3 separate regions of the Anser cygnoides genome follow, and all the other regions are linked to region 2. The links are chromatin contacts, called in public Hi-C maps. All regions are on one chromosome and are shown on one strand. Each heading gives the region's core, a stretch centred on a gene start, on an enhancer-like site or on the middle of the called end of the contact. The rest is flanking DNA. Distances are from core to core; before and after follow the strand shown. Region 1 holds the start of LOC106035704 (cohesin subunit SA-2-like). Region 2 holds the start of RP2 (RP2 activator of ARL3 GTPase). Region 3 holds the start of CYFIP1 (cytoplasmic FMR1 interacting protein 1).

Evidence for each region. Hi-C and Micro-C count contacts between places; a contact is called where the count stands out from the background.
Region 1: a Hi-C map of liver shows a contact between it and region 2, with 6 times the contacts expected there. The contact joins the promoter of LOC106035704 here to the promoter of RP2 in region 2. A contact is called at or near these places in 2 of 7 Hi-C or Micro-C datasets (both in liver).
Region 3: a Hi-C map of liver shows a contact between it and region 2, with 2.1 times the contacts expected there. The contact joins the promoter of CYFIP1 here to the promoter of RP2 in region 2. A contact is called at or near these places in 2 of 7 Hi-C or Micro-C datasets (granulosa cells and liver).

Annotation. Positions count from the first base shown.
Region 1 is chr1:139,515,072-139,517,771 of Taihu_goose_T2T_genome, forward strand. It overlaps LOC106035704 (cohesin subunit SA-2-like), which reads right to left and starts at 1,272. Exons shown (of 31, transcript XM_066983138.1): 1 at 1,143-1,272; 2 at 700-856. The coding sequence starts at 743. It overlaps GTPBP6 (GTP binding protein 6 (putative)), which reads left to right and starts at 1,254. Exons shown (of 10, transcript XM_048051173.2): 1 at 1,254-1,770. The coding sequence starts at 1,389.
Region 2 is chr1:139,675,796-139,678,495 of Taihu_goose_T2T_genome, forward strand. It overlaps RP2 (RP2 activator of ARL3 GTPase), which reads right to left and starts at 1,427. Exons shown (of 5, transcript XM_048051155.2): 1 at 1,175-1,427. The coding sequence starts at 1,309.
Region 3 is chr1:139,840,975-139,843,674 of Taihu_goose_T2T_genome, forward strand. CYFIP1 (cytoplasmic FMR1 interacting protein 1) reads left to right here and starts at 1,354. Exons shown (of 31, transcript XM_013180689.3): 1 at 1,354-1,375.

The DNA of each region.
Region 1 (2,700 bases), core at 22-2,521, 160 kb before region 2:
CTACAATGAGCTCAAAGCTAGCAAGACTAGATATCTAAGAAGTTTCACTCTTCAAAACTACACAAGATATGCTCAAATTTAGTAACTTAATTATTTATTTGTATCTGCTCTTTCTCCTTACCTATCCCATTCTATAAACAGTATGAATGCATTTGATTTATAGATCGCCTCAACTGATGACTGAAAACACAGCCTCTGAAGGGGGAAGACTTGACATACCCCTGATGAAAGCAGCTCTGGAGAAGCACATCCTCTCCCCCTGCTCTAAGGCAACAAGGAATATGCAATGCCAACAGATAGGCTACAGATAACTTGGTACTCTTCCCTCTCAGCACCTTAAATCTGTCACTGGAGTGAACACACCCACTCAGACTATAAATCTGCCCATTTTTATTCAAACTAGGTTCACTTGCACAGTAGTGAACAGGGCACAGAGAAGCTTGTAAGGCCAACCTCCCTGCACATCAGCATAAAGCAACATTTAGAAGATGCTAAACAATACATGAAAGGGAAAGGAAACAAAATGCAGAGGTTGGTAACAAGACACAGCCAATCCCCTTTATCTTCCCTCCCACCCTATTTGACACGTTCATTCCCCCACTTATCTGCAGGACACAGATTTAAGGGACAGCGCCCGAATTTACCCCAAAATAAATAAATAAATAAATAAATAAATAAATAAGCGGCGCCAGGTCTTACTTTTGGCTGGGAAGGCTGCTGGCTGCGTTGGGCTCGGCTATCATTTCCACTACATTATTTCGGCAGCGCTGGCAGCAAGCTGAGAGGGGGCTCCTGAGGAAACTTCACCGCGGCGGGGCTCCGAAACCCGCGATCACACGGCGGCGGGCCGAGCGGGCTGTCAGGAGGAGAGAAGAGGGCGAGATAATTACGGAGCCACTCACTAAAGCCCCTCACGGCCGGCCGGGGGGAATTAATTCCGTCAGGGAAGCGGGGGAGGGGGGGGGGCGGGGGGGAAGCGGGGGAGGGGGGGGGGGGGCGGGGGGGAAGCTGCCCGGACCCCCCCCCTCCCTCAGGGCCCTTCCGAGGGCGGCGGGCGCGGCCCTGGCGGCTCTGAGGGGACGGAGGAGGAGGAGGAGGAGGAGGAGGAAGAAGGCTCCGCGGACGCGCGCCGCCCCGCTCACCTGCCTGTGAGGGGATGTGGGGGGGGAGGGGCACGGGCACGGGGACGCGCACTCCAACGGTCGATCGCGCGCTCGCGCCGCCGGCTCCCTGCTCCCGCCCGCCGTCAATCACGGCGGCCCCCCGGCCTATCAGCGGCGGGGATCGCTGCCGCCAGGGGGCGGGCCGAGGCGCGCGCTTTGCCCCGCCGCCTCGCGGCCGCCGTAACGGCCGTAACGGTCCCGCCCCGCGCTGAGGGGGGCAGCGCCATGGGGCCCGGCCGCCTCCTGCGGCCGATGCTGCGCTGCTGCCGGGCGGCCACCGCGGCGGCGCCTCCTCCTCCTCCTCCTCCTCCTCGGGGGGCGGCGGCTCTGAGGGGGCCGCTCAGCGCCGCGCTCCGCCGCTGGGCGCCTCAGCGGCCGCCGGACAGGGGCGAGCCGCCGCGGGCGGGCAGCGGGGGGCGAGGGGCGGGCGGTGACGACGACGACGACGACGACAACGATGATGGAGAGGAAGATGAGGAGGAGGAAGATGAGGGTGTGGAGGAGCTGCTGGGCCCCTCGCCGCTCGGCCCGCTGCCCGGCGCGCAGCGGGTGGCGGTGGTGCAGCCGGCGGTCCGCTGGGGGCCGAAGAAGCCGCAGCTCACCACCGGTGGGTGGGCGGGAGGGGGCAGCCCCGGGCCCGGTGTCAGCCCTGCTCATTGCTGGGGGCACCCCCAGCCCCGTTATTAGCCCTGATAATTCCTGGGGACACCCCCGGTCCGTTTATTATCCTTGCTCGTTACAACACGTTACCCCTTCACAGAACAAAATGGTTAACTTTTCAGACTTTGTGTAAGCCTTCCCGTTTTGCAAGCGGGAAAAATTATGAAAGCACTCGTCTGACCAAAAAAAGTACTTGAGAACAGCAGTGAGCCCTTTCCATCTGTTCAGGCCCTCCAGATGAAGAGCCCGAAGTCTAAGGAAACGATTTGGGGTGAATGCTGAAATGCCAGAGTTACAACAGAAAAATGAGCACTTTATGAGGAACGCTATCGATAGGATGAGAAAGAGGATCATGGTTATGATTAAAAATATATTACCTTTTGGACCTCTTTAATACATCAAATGTGTTTTCCTATCTAGAGAAACATGATGAAGCTCCTATGGAATGAGGATCTTCTGTCTGGCAAATCAAAACTGGATCTACCGATCTGATTTGCCCTTGTAGCCCTCGTGATTTCATGAAATCCTCATAAATCAGTGCTTTGCCATGTAGATGCTTTAAAAAAAATACCAACTAATGAAGCAGATTGAAATCTGTGTCTTTAGCAAGTCAGAAGCCAGTGTAGGTCCTTGATAAGAGTAGGTACCAGTGGTAAGAAGCAGGGTATGCAGTATTAGTAGTTCTTTACATATTTCCACAAAACACTGAGGGATTAATCCTGTGGCCTTGTGCTCATCCAAAATAACAGTTTAATCTAAAGCTAGTTAATCATTTTATTTTTTAAGAATAAAGTACAGCGTAGAGGCAAAGAGGTGAGTAATTTATTGACCATACAATTGAGAATTCAAAATCAAGAACCATAAAAATAATTTGTAC
Region 2 (2,700 bases), core at 177-2,676:
TTCCCGTTTCTCAGAGTCTTTTATACAAAGAGGAAGTTGCTGTATACGCAATATATTACACGCTTTTTCCCACCCCAGAGATAGCTTTTTCATGCTGTAATAACCCAGTCTGTTAACTCGCACCTACTTCCAGCACGTTAACAGTCACCTCCTTAGCCAGGAGGTTGGTTGTTCTCCAAATCAAGTGTTTCTAAGTCCTGATTTTCCTCCTGTTACAGTTTTAGAAGTTAGTGCCACGTAAGCAGATGAGGTAAAAGAAATCTCATATGAGCTAAGCTTTACCCGATCAACTTGCTCTACGGTTAAACGATACCGTTTCAAGTGCTCAGTTAGCAATATCCTTTTGCACAGGGATTCATCCTGCTCACTGTAAAACACGGTTTCAGTACAGTGCTCTCACTGTAAGAACAGTCTGACAGCAAGTCGGAGCAACAAGCCGAGCACAGATCAACCTTCGTCCTCGAGGAGCTGATTCCTCTGGGGCACGCGCACGCTCTTGTGCGCATCTCCACCAGAGCTTGTCTTAATCTACTTGAAAGACTTAAGGGACACCCTAGAGCACCCAGCCAAGTTAAAAAAACAAGCAAGCAAGCAAGCAAGCTGAGCATTCAAATAAGCTCACACATTTTCTTTCTTATAGTTGTAAAACATGGCCTAAAGGTTTGGGAATTTTGTCTGCTCAAAACCACACGAATTAAGTTTAAGTTCTGCCCCGTTTTCTCCTTCCCCATGCAGAGGCTACCAGAGAACGAGGAGGATTATGAAGGCAGGGCATTTAGGAAATGAATCCCGGGACGAAGCGTGCTGAATGCGGGACTTAGGTGCTGAGGCTTCAAGAGGTCAGGAAACGGCGCCGGGAAGGAGCTGGCTTCCCCCAGCCCTCCACAGCGGACTGCTGGGATGCTTCTATAGCCCCGGGGGCATTTAAGAAGAAAACACCAATAAAATAAAATAAAAAATAAAAAAGGAAGCAAACCCAAGCCCCCCAGCAGCCCCTCAGGAAGAAGACACACGGCTGCCAGCCGCAGCACACGGCGAGTTTCGCCCCTCCAACAGGTGCCGGAGGCGAGCTAAGCCCTGAGGGGAGCCCGAGGCGAGCCCGGAGCCACTCGGCGACGGCAGGGACCGGGACCGGGACCGGCACCCGCCTGAGCCGCGCCCCGGGGCCCCGCACCTTGGCCCGCTGGTCCCAGCTGTACCGCGGCGCCTTCTCCTCGCCGGACGCCGGCTCCCCGTCGGCTCCCGCCGCTTGCTGCTGCTGCTGCCCGCCCTGCGCCGCCTTCCTGCGCTTGGAGAAGAAGCAGCCCATGGCCGCCGCTAAGCCGCCGCCGCCTCCACGGCAACCGGTAACGGCCGCCGCTAACGGCCAACGCCGCCGCCGCGCGCCCCAACGGCCCCGGCGCGCGCCCGCTGGCACCGCCCGGCCCTGCCCACGGAGTGGGCGGGGGGGGGGGGGGGGGAGTATCGGGAGCGCGCGCGCCAGCGCAGCGCCGTGCCCGCGCCCCGCCCCGCTTCCGGCTTCCCCCGCGCGCGTGCCCGCCCCCGTCTCCCGTAGCGAGCGAGAGCGCGCGGCGGCCGGCTCCCCCTTTCCGCGTGCCTGTCTGAGGTGCGGTAGTCACTTCTAGGCGGAAGGAGCAGCAGCATTTGATACGTTCCTCTTAAAAGCTAAAACACCATTTAATTAATCAACACAAAGCCTAAAAATGCATTACCAGAAGGTCGTTACCTCACATCAATGGATTGTCTGTCGTAACCGCGGCCTTCATGGTCCCTGTGTGTAAAGAGACGGCTTCTTACTGCGCCGAGGTGCAGCCAGCTCTGCAGGGGGAATACCTCACCGCTAATGCCAGTAACGTTTCACAAAGGTTGTTAAATGCAGCAGGAGAAAGTAACTTTCACGCTTACTTTTTACATTACCGCAGATGCAAGTTTCTGAGCTGGGATTTTTCAGCAGTGTCAAAACCAATATACTTGCCTTGCAAAATCATCAGTCCCATAAAAAATCTGGTTTCCTATATGGTTAAAGCTGATCGAGACAGGCCTTAGGTTTTATCTCTCCGTCATAAAACAACCTCTAAAGCCCCAGGGTGTTTCCTGACACCAAAGCACCAGAATATTTGTTCCAGACCAAATTAATATGACTTGTGACTTACGAGCACGTGACTTCTTAAGAAATTGAAAATGCCTGGTTCAGTTCTTCCTTCTCTATTCACACGCCAGCCAGACCCAACCCTCTCGGCTTGTGAGATTTGATACAATCATAGCCCGAAGTGTAGTAATATAAGATTGCAATAATATCATAGTCACTACCGACCATTATTATACTTACTTTAATTTCAACAAACTGCTGTAATTAGTGACTTGCCTCCTGGGGATGTTGTGAAATATACCTAATTACACTCTAATACGGAGCTTTCTGATCCCCAGACAGTAGTTTCCAGGTAACTGGAAAATAAGACATTTTCATTGTAAAGGTTATGTATCAAAAAGGATTTGGTGAAGGAGACTTGGCATACCCGTACCTTCTGTGCTAGCTTTTATCCCCGCACAGCGTTGCAGTGCCTGCTCGTCTGCGTGTAAGGGGATGCTGCCTTCCCCTCCTTCTTCTCGTTTGGCAACCCCTGTGCATCACCTCGAAGGAGCAGGGAGGGAGCTTGTTCTCAGTAAACACCGGGACCTGGAAATCTGCCCAGGCCTTCA
Region 3 (2,700 bases), core at 104-2,603, 170 kb after region 2:
GTGCGGTATCAAGAGTTGGACTTGATGATCCTTAAGGGTCCCTTCCAACTCTATGATTCTATGATTCTAAGACAAAGCTGTTGTCAATTTGCACTCACCCAGGACACGGAAACTAAAGCAATCCTGCATTATAAAGGTGAGTTGTTCTTTAACAACTTTAACTTCTATTTTAACAACATTGCCCCAAGAGTGGTTTGTAGAAGAGAGTGTAGTATCAGCCAGAAACTGAAGCATCTCACTCTCGTTGTCTTCTACAGTTCTCACTGACCTGGGTTTAGGAGCTAGGCTGATCAGGAACTGTGATGGGTGAAATTCGTTCATTTGATACATGCACTCAGAGTACATCATGGAAACATACAGACAGAGAAGCAGCGGCAGCCCCATCCTAGAAAAGAAACGTGCATAGATGAATAGACTAGCACTGAATGCAGCACTGGAAAAAATAGGACTCTGGAGATATGACAGTAACACGGTGAAACGGTAGTAATAACATTTTGAAATGATGCGTAATTTCTCCACAGGCTGTTGGAATTGATCATGTGGAATGGGTGGAATAATGTGATGAGACGGTACTTGAAGTGATGATAATTACGGGGCTCAGCAACTTATTCCCACTTTCCGAAGGCTTCCTTGTAGATGATATTGCAAAAAAAAAAAAAAAAATGAAAAAAGCTGTTTAAGGAAACTTAGTACAGTGGGAAGTCATTTGGGGAAAAAAAAATCAAGTAAAGGAATAATTAATTGTTCTCAGCACAAAAACCCAGTAGTGACAGTGTCCTACTAACAGCTGTTAGAAGCAAAGACATAAAAGTGCTTGCTACAGCAATGCTGTGCAGTTTGCTAATGCTTGCAGAAACTTTTCAAGAGTAAATGTTGGATGCAACTCACAGTAGTCACACCAAAAGCAAATAGGCTTTGAGGAAAAATCAAAATTGTTTGGAAGTTTCCAAGCTCTACGTTGTCAGTAACTCGTATATATATACGGTATTGCATTCTGCCTACCCTAAAATAGCAATTTTGACAAACTTTAATGAAGCAGTTTCATGTTATGATAGAGCATCTATGTTCATTTGATGAATCTTGAAGAACCAGAACTCGAAATGGGAGAACGTGAAGTGGAAAAAAACGTAAGCAGCTTTTAAAATGAGCAAGTCCACCGTGCGTTTTACAGAAAAAACACAGCAGGGAGGTTGTCGCCACCCAGCGAAAATCGCTGTTCTGGGTTTTCCTGCTTTTAGTTCCCAGTAGCCGGGGCGTTTCAGCCGGGACGAGGGCCGTACGTGAGCACCACCTAGAGGAAATATCCTTAAGGGGTTTTCTGGTGCCTCCCCTCTCATTCTTTCAGGTCCGATCCTTGACCCTTACTGCCGAAGAGGTAAAGTGGAAGGAGAAAAAAAGAAACCGAGGCGTTGATTTTACACACGGGGGGGCCGGGGGGTGGCCCAGGCTCTCCCTTTGAGTATGGCCCCGAGGCGGGCGCTGCCTTTTTGTGTGTAAACACAACAGAAGCTCCAGCCAACACCCTCATCTCGTCAGGGGAGGCCGAACCGGAGGGCCGGGCAGGGAGAAAGGGCCGCGGCGGCGGGACGAGGAGGAGGAGGAGGAGGAGCTGGAGCGGCAGGAAGGGTGTTTCCCTGCGCGGCTCCCGCTCCCGGTGACTCAGGCAGGAAACTCCCCGCCCGGCGCGGCCCAGGAGCGGAGCCGCCCGCCTGAAGCCCCCCTCTCGGCCCCCCGGAGCCGGGCCGGGCCCCCCGGAGCCGGCAGCGCCCAGCGGGTGAGAGCGGTGGCGGCGGCGGAGCCTCCCCGGGCTGCGGACCGGGGGCGGCCCCGGGCTGCGGGCCCCGGCGGCGGCGCCTCGGGTGCGGCCTCGCCCCCTGCCCGGCTTACGGGCGCCGTGCCCCTTCCACCCGCGGCGGGAGGTGGCCTCGTTTGGGGGCTTTTAGTTTATTTTACTTTATTTTCGCGGCGTCCCCGTTTCTCGTAGTGCGGCGGGCCGCGCCTGCTGCTCGCGGGTGGGCGCCTAAAAGCCGGCCTTTTCCTCGCTTAGTGCAGAAAGTCCAAATTCTCGCCTCGGCGACCGTGATCCGTCGTGAGGGCTCGGGTTTTGCTTCCTGGGCTGTCCCCTAGCGGGTTGGGTGGGGGAAACCCCTCAGGAGCAAGCAAAAATCGTGTGTAAGTCCACCCTGCTCTTCCCATCAAGGGGGCGATCCCGTCGGTCTGCAGCCATAGGGTAGGGCTTTTGGGGAAGTCGAGCTTTATCCAGTTAAAGGAGTGATGTGTCAGTGAAAACAGCGGCATAAAGGGGTTGCTGGGTGGTGGCGTGCTGCTCTTGGACATCTTGTACACACCTCAGATGTGTTTCTGACAGACGGGGACTGAAACGCATTTCATCCCTTCGAGTATTTCTTTCACCCCATGAGGTGTTCCTCCAGCTCCTCAGCAGCTCCGTGAAGCGTCTGTACCTTTCGGTAAGCTCTCGCTGCCTTGCTTTTTTATTCCTGCGCCGTCTGATGGTAGGTTTGAGTGGCATTTAGACATGTAAATTGTTATTTATGCCAGGGAGACGTGCTACAGGAAAGTCGTCTTGGAGCCTGCCCGGAGTGGTGGCTCCCCTTTCGGGGAGGAAAGCTGCCTGGAAGGGTTTCTCCTTAATTACGCGGTCCTACAGCACGCTGCTGTAAACTGTGGGAGATGCAAAGC